Regions from separate parts of the Rattus norvegicus genome. Here regions 1, 3 and 4 are each linked to region 2. A link is a contact called in public Hi-C and HiChIP or PLAC-seq data. All regions are on one chromosome and are shown on one strand. Each heading gives the region's core, a stretch centred on a gene start, on an enhancer-like site or on the middle of the called end of the contact. The rest is flanking DNA. Distances are from core to core; before and after follow the strand shown.

Evidence for each region. A called contact is a pair of places that touch in the nucleus more often than the background predicts. HiChIP or PLAC-seq counts read pairs in DNA pulled down with a chosen protein or histone mark.
Region 1: an H3K27ac HiChIP or PLAC-seq map of oligodendrocytes shows a contact between it and region 2, with 5 times the contacts expected there. The contact joins the promoter of Cep76 here to the promoter of Afg3l2 in region 2. A contact is called at or near these places in 1 of 12 Hi-C or Micro-C datasets (hepatocytes) and 1 of 1 datasets of contacts at active chromatin or transcription factors (oligodendrocytes).
Region 3: a contact with region 2 is called in a Hi-C map of liver, with 4 times the contacts expected there. The contact joins the promoter of Spire1 here to the promoter of Afg3l2 in region 2. A contact is called at or near these places in 9 of 12 Hi-C or Micro-C datasets (the A7r5 cell line, the Rat2 cell line, Schwann cells and 4 more) and 1 of 1 datasets of contacts at active chromatin or transcription factors (oligodendrocytes).
Region 4: a Hi-C map of psoas muscle shows a contact between it and region 2, with 2.3 times the contacts expected there. The contact joins the enhancer-like site here to the promoter of Afg3l2 in region 2. A contact is called at or near these places in 5 of 12 Hi-C or Micro-C datasets (the A7r5 cell line, the Rat2 cell line, Schwann cells and 2 more).

What each region holds. Positions count from the first base shown.
Region 1 is chr18:63,477,081-63,479,780 of GRCr8, forward strand. It overlaps Cep76 (centrosomal protein 76), which reads right to left and starts at 1,278. Exons shown (of 12, transcript NM_001100514.1): 1 at 1,055-1,278; 2 at 1-53. The coding sequence starts at 1,117. It overlaps Psmg2 (proteasome assembly chaperone 2), which reads left to right and starts at 1,540. Exons shown (of 7, transcript NM_001106138.2): 1 at 1,540-1,666. The coding sequence starts at 1,610.
Region 2 is chr18:63,267,601-63,270,300 of GRCr8, forward strand. Afg3l2 (AFG3 like matrix AAA peptidase subunit 2) reads right to left here and starts at 1,400. Exons shown (of 17, transcript NM_001134864.1): 1 at 1,112-1,400. The coding sequence starts at 1,225. It also overlaps a transcript of Prelid3a not described here and the pseudogene LOC134482954.
Region 3 is chr18:63,440,233-63,442,932 of GRCr8, forward strand. It overlaps Spire1 (spire-type actin nucleation factor 1), which reads right to left and starts at 1,302. Exons shown (of 16, transcript NM_001415684.1): 1 at 813-1,302. The coding sequence starts at 1,098.
Region 4 is chr18:63,081,127-63,083,826 of GRCr8, forward strand. No RefSeq gene overlaps it. Among named protein-coding and RNA genes, the nearest start is that of Impa2, 22 kb to the right of the region's middle. Within about 2 kb of position 1,430, at least 1 of the 93 cell types and tissues checked has an H3K27ac peak or open chromatin away from gene starts, as enhancers often do.

The DNA.
Region 1 (2,700 bases), core at 28-2,527, 210 kb after region 2:
TCTTCTCGTATAGTCTCGGCAAGAATTTCTCTTATTCTGCCATGGACATCCATCTGTGGAGAAAACCCCACATTACAATTTACAAAATTATACCTGGTGGTGATGGTGCATGCCTTTATTTCTAGCACCCGGGAGGCAGAGACAGGTGGATCTCTGGAGTTCCAGGCCAACCTGGTCTATAGAGTTCCAGGACAGCCAGAAAAACTACACAAAGAAACCCTGTCTCAAAAAACAAAACAAAACAAAAAACCCAACAACAACAACAACAAAAAAAAACCGCACAAAAACAATTTACAACATTATAAAGCAGTTAAACGCCACTTGTAGATTTTAGGCTTCTGAAACTAATGGCAAGTGCCCAATGCCAATAAAATTGAGCTTTTTAAGTGGTGGAAGTTTTGAGCAACATACTAGAAACAATCTGAACTGGTTGGTTATCAACCTTTATTGCTGGTTGCCCGCAAATGATTCAATGAAAACAATTCTTAAGAGAGGGAGTGGAGGACAATCAAAAGAACACAGACCTAGAAGGAGGCAGAACAAAGAGCGAGTTATTTCAGCCTTCTCACTTATTCAACTTGCAACTCTAATTTGTCCGTCTATCTCCTTGCCCATCCGATGGAAAAGCGAGATTGTTTTGAGGATTCGCCAAAAGACGCTAGAGACGCAAACACCGGCGCACCAACACACCATAAAGAAGCTTTATTACTTCAGCTTACGGCCAGCAGTCGGGCGCTGCTGCTGGGAAGTCGCGGTTCTCCTGAAAGCCCCGAGCCGGGTAAACGCGTTCCTTGTCAGTCATTGGAGCGCCCTGTCTCCCATAACTTACTGCGATCGGGCTTCCAGGCGTAAAGAAACCCTAAACATCTGGCCTCGGACTACTTGTACATGAACATCTGGAAAGCGCCCGGACCGCCTCCGGTTTACAGCGGCTCTCCTCCACTCTAGCTAAAGAGCCTTCAGCGCTCCCTCGGGTCACACGCCCAACCGAAGCTTGCCCGCCGGCGCCCGCTCCACAGCCCTGGCTCCGGTCCCGTCCGCCCGAGCTCCTCACCTTGCTCAGCTGCTGGTGGATGAGCTGCTTCAGCTCAGAGGCTTTCTCCGGAGGCAGCGACATGCCGGCACTGGCGCCTCCCGGCCGCTACTCTCCGTCTCACACGGTGCAGCCACGGAGCCCGTCGTCCCGGCCGCGCAGCATCGGTGGCGGGCGTAGCACAAAGCGCCGCGGCCGCGTCAGACCTGGCAGGGCGGGAACCCTGCAGCCGCGGCGCCACAACTAACTGTCTTCAAACCGGGCGGACTGACAGTCGCCGGGGCTGGCCTGCCAGCTGCCTGATCGACGCGGTCCAACGCGCCGCCTCCTCGCGGGTCCCGCACGCGCGGTTCCCACGTCCTCTGTCGCAGGGCCTCGACCTACGACCCCGGGGAACGCCGCCTGCCGAGCGTTCGAGCCTCGTTCAGCACTGAGCGCAGGCAGTGCGTCGGACGCCTACAGGACCCGAAGGACCCGAAGGACCCGGGCGGATCGCGAGTTCCGCCTTCTATCCTAAGGATAGGTATCCTAGCTGTCCCGGACAGCGCTCCAGCTTCTCTTACGCCCACTGCAGTCATGTTCGTTCCCTGCGGGGAGTCGGTCCCCGACCTAAAGAACTTCACACTCCTGATGGTGAGTCTCCACTTGAGTTGGCGCTGTCGCCACCCCGACCCGGGAAGCGCCACCTGGCCTTAGGAGAGCCGGGCACGTGTTTCTGCTTCAGGCTTTAAGCCTGAAAAAAACAAACCAACAAACAAGTTGGTTATCCTTAGAGGCGGCGGTCCAAATTAGCACATTTGTCCGCTCTATCAAGGCCTGCCTGCTAGCTGAAGCCTTCGTTGCCTGGCAACTGTAACGTTTGTACATTGCAGATACATTGCACATAAGTGGCACCGGGGGAATCCCTAAGTTTTATCCGTTGAAGTGTTTTTATGTAGTTTGGGTCCGTGTTGATCTAGGCAATCAATTGCATTAGAGAGCAGATCGTTGTCTAAAAGGCAGTAGTAGAATTGTCCTTGTTTAGTCATCAAGGTTTACAATATAGCTAGAAACACGTGCATATACTAAGAGCATTAAATAAGACAGAAGTTTGAAAAAGAGAACGACCTGAGATTACCGACCTGCGGAAGTCTGGGTGGGAGTGGTTTGACCAAGATTGTATTCCCAGCATTCCAATCGTGAGGCAGGAAGCCCCAGCCTGAAAGACACCTATCCCCGCAAGAAATAAACAAATCAACAAGAACAACAAAGCTTGAGGGGAGGGGGCTAAAGAAATGGCTCCGTAATTAGAGCCTGTGTGGCTTACAGAGGATAGAATTCTTACATACTCACAATGAATGGCTTATAACTCCAGGTCCAGGGTCCCTGACACCCATTCTGGCCAAAGAGAATATCTGAACCCACGTCTGTAAGTACTGCGTGTACTTACAGACACAGTATTTTAAAATGTTTTTAAATTTTAAAAAGTCAACGGGAGAAACACAAGGGCTTTTGATCTTTTAGGAAAAAGATGGGCTTAGGATACCCTTCTGAAAAATGGACATCTAAAATCAGAGGCACATATTCCTGGAGTACCACAAATTTAGAATGATGTGTGGTGAGAATAGGCTTGAAGCCTTGTGATCTACAAGGCAGCAGAGGAGAATGTGTTTAAAGTAAAGGGGAGA
Region 2 (2,700 bases), core at 150-2,649:
TAGGTCAAGGCCAACCTCAGCATGAGGAATGTTTGAGGTCAATTTAGGGGTTTCTTGTTGTTTCCTGTGTGGGGAAGAGTGGGTTGGGTTGGGTTTTGGTCACTGTTCATTGAGTGTTAGGATGTAAAGTCTACTTACTAACGGTTTACGACCACATTAGGTACTGAAACAATCTAGAAATGAGCGGATAAGCGAAGAGCCAGCATGATTAGGAGGATCGGGTGGGAGATCCTGGAGGCTAGCCTGGGCTATACAGTAAGACCTCATCTCAAAAATCCCCAAACAAAACATAAACAAACCAAAGCCCATAGGAGGGCATGCATCCTTTAAGTTTGGTAAGGGTCCATGCATTAATCCCCTCCAGAAACTGAAAGGCTGCTGTATTATTACCTCTAGCTTCTAAGTGAAGAGGCTAGACTAATCACCTCAAAGACGCTGGACAGTAAGTTGTCTAGCCAGGTTCAAGCAACCAATCACATTTCTCAACCGCCATGCTATGTACCTCCGGGTAAAACCTATGCTGGACTGGCACACAGCAAGAAGCTGTGTCATGGTCCTGCCAACACAACACAACATCACTTCAATAAAAGGTACTAGGTAGTTAGTGTGTGGCCCTACAAGAGCAGCGAAGCCTCCGGATAGGCGCTGTTATGCAACTAAATACATAGGCCCTAACCTGAACTATATATATATATATATATATATATATATATATATATATATATATATATATATATATATGAATGACACCAGTGGCATTTGTATTCCGGATGCCAGCAACGGCCCTCCAAATTCAACAGATGTTCGGAAAGGGAAGTTCCACAGCCCTCTCTCTCCCCTCCAGCTCGCCGGTGCAGTCCACTCGACTGTCCTTTTCCAGTGGCACGAAAGCCAACGAGACCACGGCAGCGAGTAGCAAAGCAGAGGCGTGACCTTCCCGGGCTCAGAGCGCCACTCACCACAGCGCGGTCCACAGGGCCCCGGGGTCAGGAGAAATACCACCCACGGGGACCAGGAGACTCAGGCCGTCACGCGTCCCCGGCCGGTGACCTTGACACCTGCGCCCTAGCCGGAAGCTGGCCGGAGGGAGCAGCAGCGACGCGGGACTCACCGTACGGAGGCAGGGCCGCCGGCCGGGACCCAGGCAGCCGCTGGGCACGAGCAGGGGAGGAAGGCCGCGACGGCAGCCGCCCCGACCCCACAGCAGCAGGCAGCGGTGAGCCATGATGGGCCCGGCCCGCTCCGGGGCGCGCGCAGGGACCGAGCCAAAGCCGGCGGTCGGCAACCCTCAGCTTCCGCAACTTATCCGGGAGCTGCGCGCCACCGGCGCAGGAGACCCGCGGCAGAACGCGAACCCACGCTCCACGCGCGCTCGTCAGGCCCCGCCCCAGCGTGCGGACGTCGACGTGCCCTCCAGGCGGCGGACCACGCTCTCGGGTAGGGAAGGGGTAGGACTGGAGGCCGGAGTAAAGGAAGAGTGGAGCGGGGGTGAAGGGCGTGGCCTACTAAAGAACTGGAGGGGCGTGGTTGGGTGAGCCCAAAGGAGGCGGGTCAGAGGAGAAATAGTTGATGGCGGGGCTGGGCGGGGCTGGGGCGGAGTTGGAAGACTGTGGTGGGGAGGGGCTGGCGGTGGTAGCAAATGAGAGCTTTGGAGGCGAGGTCAAGGCGGGGTAAAGCTGGTGCGAAGGGCAGTGTGGAGGCGGGCAGGAGGCGGGGCCTAAAGAGGATCGGCACAGGAGAGGCGGGTCTGAGGGAGGGACCGAAGAAGGAAAGCAGGAGGGGCCAAATAAGGAGAGCAAAGGTTCGAGGGCGGACCTTAAAGAGTTGACCCGAGGCTCTATGGAAAAGGACCATTTTTCATTCAGGACTAGAGACCACTGGTCTTGTTTGACATTTTAGCATTCATCTCTGACTACTTACCGAGTAGTTAACTGATTGCTCACTGACGGGCATGAGGCAAGTTCCGCAAAGGCCAAGACATCTACTTACTTATTTTCTCCTGGTGCTATTTGGGACAGGCTCATAGCTCTGGCTGTCCTCAAACACTACTGTGAACTGAGGTTGTGTTAAAGATTCTGCAATGCTGAGTGACTGGTCAGAACTACCTGATCGTGAAGAGTTGGGGTGTTGCAAAACCAGAGCCAAATTGTCTCGGGCTGTGTTTAGTCCCTTTAATAACCCCAAGCATTATTCATCCTCGTGTCTAACCCAGCATCACAATGACTAAACTAAACCTAGTTGATATTTATAGAAAATTTCCACATGACTTGCATGTGTGAATGCCTAAGTTCAATTCCCAGCACCACAGACAAGGACAGAAAAAGAAATTTCCTGGGCACAGTATTTTCAGGTTTATTTACCCAGACAACCATGAATCATAAGTAGTGAGACCCTACAATGTATACTTGCTAGCCACAACAGAACCAAACCAGAAATCGGGATCAGAGAAAGACCAACAGTGGGGCTGGGTGATGACTCAGTGACAGGTTTCCATAAAGAAGGCTCATAGTTGTTCCTTTGGGTCTAACCTTCCCTTCGACTTTCTCTTCACTACTATACCCTTTTGCCCCAATCTCCCCTTCCACGTTGCTCTACTGTCTGCACCACCACCTTCCCTCAAAGCCTTTTTTTGTCCAGTTTCATGGCTGCCTTTCTGGATTCCTAGCCTTAACCCTTGTTTACTTCCAGAATATTTCACAG
Region 3 (2,700 bases), core at 52-2,551, 170 kb after region 2:
ACATTGAGGTTATTAATACATCCCAATGGCTGGCTTTAAATAAATAAACAAAACTATGTTTACTTGAACTAAAAATGAGAGAATATTCTAGTAGGGCTGATAATACTGAACGTTTCCCTCAATTTAGAAAAGGATTTTCACGAAATGTCGTTTTACAGACTATTCTAATTACATTTTCCATCCTTGAGCATTTTGACACTTCCATCAACTTTCTAAAGGTGAAGGTGGATTGTTTTGCTATGTTTTGAATAGACTTGCTTCTCAAAGAATGAATTAGATAAAACCGGATAGGGGAAACCTATTACTAGTCTTCCCATCAATAAAGCATGTGAGTAAGCTCCTGGTAATGTGTCACTGTTTAGGTGACAAGTCATGAAGAATGTACGCGGACTAACCAAAAGCAATTTCATCTAAACAGCCTGTTTACTTCTTATAAACCTGTACTTTTCACCACAGCGAATTTTCACACAGGGTACCCGGAGTCCTCATTTCTTCTATTTCTCTCCAAAATAGCACAATTCTTGGGGGTTCAGTGGTTTCCCTACCATTTCCAAGGACTACTGACAAATTCAAAACGCTACGAAGGGCCAGCTCCTTTTCCCAAGGATGTCATCTTCCTGACCGAACCTCACACATGCATCTCCGGAGCCCTCGCCACCCCACCCCACCCCCACCTCAGCCCCCGGTAAACAGCCGAGGCCGGCGGACACGCACAGAGCCTCCCGGGAACCCGGGTCCCGCAGCCCCGCCCGCCCTCCGGGAGCCGCCCGCCAGCTTCCCACCGGGCCGGGGGCATCGGGCCGCGACCTCACCGGAGGCAGGGGGCGGCTCTCCCTCCTCGTCCGCGGCGGGCGCCAGGGTGACGGCGCCGTCCCTCCAGACGCGGATCTGCGCGGCCGAGCGCACGCGGCGGTGGGGCTGGCGGCGGGCGGCGGCGCGCAGGGAGCCGCAGCACTGGAAGCACACGGCCCACGCCTGCTCCTCGTTGATGGGCTGGTTGTAGAGCCGCAGGATCTCTTCCAAGCTCAGCGCGTCGCGCGGGTCCCCTGTCGCGCCGAGCTGCGGCCCCTCGCCGCCCGGGCTTGAGGGCTGCGCCATGCGGCCCACGTCGCTGCGCCGCCGGCGCTCGGCTGCCGCGTCTCCTCAGCGCTGGAGCATCGTCTCTACGAGCCGCCGCCTCCGCATCCCGGGCTGCCGCCGCCCAGGCCGGCTGCGCGCCGCCGCGGGGACTAGGCGGGGACACCGCGGCGCTCGGTGCTGACCAGCACGCAGCCGGCCGGTAGCACGGCGATGGCGTCCACTAGCCCCGCCCCGTCTCGCCTCGCCCCGCCCCTTCTTGGGGGCCGCGCAGCGGAGCAGTGCCTGGGGGCGTCACCCCCGATGTGAATGACGCGCGGCCGAGCAGGGCCTGGGGGCGTCACCCCCGAGGTGAGTGACGCGCGGCCGAGCAGGACCTGGGGGGGCGTCACGCCCCCTCCCGATGTGAGTGACGCGCGGCTGAGCACGGCCTGGGGGCGTCACCCCCGAGGTGAGTGACGGGCGGCGAGGGGCGACCGCAAGGTTGGGGCCCGAGCCGTGGTCCTGCAGGCGTCTGGCCGCGAAGTCGCTGTCACCCGTTCGGCTCCCACAGTCTATTTAAGAACTTGAATTCAATCTGGGGCGATTTATCAAGAAGAAACGGTCATCTGAATCACCCTCGCCACTGGCTGCCCAGCGCTTCCAGCTTTGGCCTGCGAGCACAGGCCCCCTGGGTCCTTTGAGACTCGTCTGTTTCTCAGGACCATTTGACACATACTATCTCTCTGCACATCTGCAAAATTATTTAAATATATTTTCCTATTCATTTATTTTGAAACAGTCTCCCTGGGTAACCAAACTGGCCTTGAACCACCATGTCCCGCTACTTCTTCAATGCTTCTTTAGTGTTGGTACTCTCTCCACTCAGACGTTCAGTGAGGACAACGATCAAAGGCTTGCTTTGCCAAATTCTCCGAAAGCCTAGATCAGGGCCTGAGATGTGATGCACAAGGCCTTACAGATTCAATCTCCCCTGAGGTAATAACCACACTCATCCTAGCCTAGTTAACCCAGAAGGAATTCGAGAAGGAATAGGTGTCAGAGACAAAACTAAGGACAATTATCTGGAGTACAAAAGAACTCTAGGGGCCTCTCTGAACCCCTTCCAGTGTGCGATTAAAGCTAATAACTCTTTAAAATGTCCATCCAATCATGGATGGTTTTAATTGGTAACATTCTACCCAGGCTAGCCTTCGAAGTCCTTAGAGTTGTAGCATCAACCAAGTAAGAACATCGTAGTAGGTACAATTTTATGTGGAATGTGGGAAATGGCACCCTACAGTTAATTTTATAGTAGAAAGTCATTAAGGGTTAGAAGTTGGCGGTTAAGGAAAAACTCAGTGGACGCCTTTTGTTTTCAAGGCAAGAGATATAAAACAAGCTCTTCAAGAAAAATTACTTAATTATGGGTTCATAATCTCAAATATAAAAATGCAGTATTTAGGGCCAGTGAGACGGCTCAGCAGGTGAACGGACTTTGCTGCCAAGCTGCAGCCCATATAGTTGAAGGGGAGACTCCACTCCACGTGGTTGGTCTTTGAACTCCGTGTGTATGTGCACATACCCAATACATACAAATATGTAAAAGAAAACAAATGTAGTATTTGTGTGCCAAAACTCTGA
Region 4 (2,700 bases), core at 180-2,679, 190 kb before region 2:
TTTGTTTCAATGAATATTAGTGTAAAATGTCAACCTTGGAAATCCTAAAAGAAACCTGTAAGCATCTAGAAGTCTTCACTTCCTTTTGCCACGCCCATCGGTTTCTTCGCCATGCCCATCACTGGCTCAGGAGAAAGCTCTCTCCTGTGTTCCAACACTCTAGTGCTGTGGATTGAGCTCAGAGACTTTCCTCCACTAAACACAAAGTCTACCACTGAATGACTCCCCCTCTCCGTCCTGTTATTTACTTTGTTGTGAGATACATATATATATATATATATATATATATATATATATATATATATATATATATATATATTCGAGTAATGGCCTGTGGTATTGGACTGTCTGCAACTTGGATAAGGAAATACACCCACGGGGTTAAGGATTTAGCTCAGTGGTAGAGCGCTTGCCTAGCAAGCGCAAGGCCCTGGGTTCGGTCCCCAGCTCCGAAAAAAAGAAAAAAGAAAAAAAAAAAAAAAAAGGAAATGCACCCACACTAACACGCGAATGTATACACATGTGTCCTCAAATGCTCAAGCAGAACCAAATGCTGGGACACTTGGCTCACAACACAGTACAGGTAAATAATGAAACCAGAGCCTTTACAAACATAGGAATAATTTCTCCTATAGACAAATTGTCTCAGGTGGAAACCATTTCAAGTTGTCATAACTTCACGACAGAATGGTAAGACAAAGACTAAGTTTTTGTTGTTGCTGTTTATGTTTTGTTTTGTTTTTTTGTTTGTGCATAGCCCTGGCTGGCCTGTAGACCAGGCTGGCCTTGAACTCACAGAGATCCGCCTGCCACTGCCTCCCGAGTGATGGGATTTTAATGGCACCCACCACCGCCGCCAGGCCAAAGATTACTTTTTACACAGTGGAGATGTCCAAATGTGAATGACATCTAGCACTCGGCAGGCATAGGATACATCAGTTCAGCCCAGGGCTGGTACCCAGGAAGCTGAAATTAGAGCCGCCAAGTTGCTCAGCAGGGACACAGTTCAGGTATCCTTCCCCTGCCTGAATTCTCCCTCCTCCTTTCCAACAGATCACTCCAAATCATTCCTACAGCGAAGCAGGCTTATGGAATTAGGTCCTAGGGCTTCCCAGTCCATATTAAACCAAGAACATTTTTCAAATGTCTGCAAGAGAAGATGATCGCTGGAATCGTCAATACAAACTGCCGTGACATCCCAAGGGAAAGCGAGGGTCTGACTGCGAGCTGGCCCGAGCCTCAAGTAAGCAGAGACAGCTAGGGACCAGGGTCTCGACTCATAAGAAGCCCTACTCCAGCAGGACACAGATGAATGTTCAGCAAAACCTAGGACCTAAGGAATCCCAAACCAGGAAGCCCGACAAGGGATACAAGAGGGTGCTCCGTGGTCAGGGTTGGAGGGTCACACAACAGACTGCTGACTGCTGGAGAACGCAGCAATTCAGCAATGTCCCCACTAGGTGGCGTACACTGCCTTCGGCTGCGCAGACATTCAACAGCTTGGAGACTTTATGTTTATAGTTTTTTAATTGAAAAAAAATGTATGCACTATATTTTGATCATGTTATGCCTCCCCCAGTTCTTCTGAGATCCTTCCCACCTCTCTACCCACCAAATTGTATGTTCTTTTTCTCTCTCGAAACAACACTCTCCCGAAAAGAAAATGAACAAGCCACAAGACCAAATTTTACTTAATGAATGAATTAAAGCCAAAAAAATGAAACAAAAATATCATTGAGTTCTCAGCTACACCTGGCATGGAGCCTGCCCTAGAGTATGATTGATACATTCAATGATGCTCCAATGGAGAAAACCGAATTCCTTTTTGCCAACAAGTAGCAGTTGCAATAGCTTTTTGATTAGAAGTGGGACCCTGTGCTACTTAGCCCTCTCGGTGCTGAGACCCCACTTGACTTGAACCTGTGCAGGCTCGTGTGCACTGTCACAGATCTCTGTGAGTTTATACATGCACCACGTGGTCTTGCTATGTCTGGAGGACACTGTTTTCCTTGGAGACATCCATCACTCTGGCTCTTCCAATCTTTTTTTTTTTTTTTTTTTTTTCTTTTTTTCGGAGCTGGGGACCGAACCCAGGGCCTTGCGCTCACTAGGCAAGCGCTCTACCGCTGAGCTAAATCCCCAACCTCTTCCAATCTTTTAGCTTCCTCTACTACATAGCTCACTGAGACTCAAAGGGAGGAGGGTTGGTGAAAATAACCCATTTAGGTACGAGTGATCTAAAGTCTCTCATTCTGTACACTTTCCAGTTGTGAGTCTCGGTATTAAATTCCCACCTACTGCGAGAAGAAACTTCTCGGGTCTGGAGAGATGGCTCTGTGGTTAAGAGAACTGGCTGTAGGGGTTGGGGATTTAGCTCAGTGGTAGAGCGCTTGCCTAGGAAGCGCAAGGCCCCAGGTTCGGTCCCCAGCTCCGAAAAAAAAGAACCAAAAAAAAAAAGAGAGAGAGAGAGAGAGAGAGAGAGAGAGAGAGAGAGAGAGAGAGAGAGAGAGAGAGAGAGAGAAAACTGGCTGTTCTTCCAGAGGTCCTGAGTTCAGTTCCTAGCGCTCACGTGGTGGCTCGTGACCATCTATAAAGGGACCTGATGCCCTCTGCTGGTGTTCAGGTGCACATGCAGCAGGGCACTCACACATTAAATTAAGTAAGTAAATATTTTTCTCTGATATGAGTTGAACAGGCATT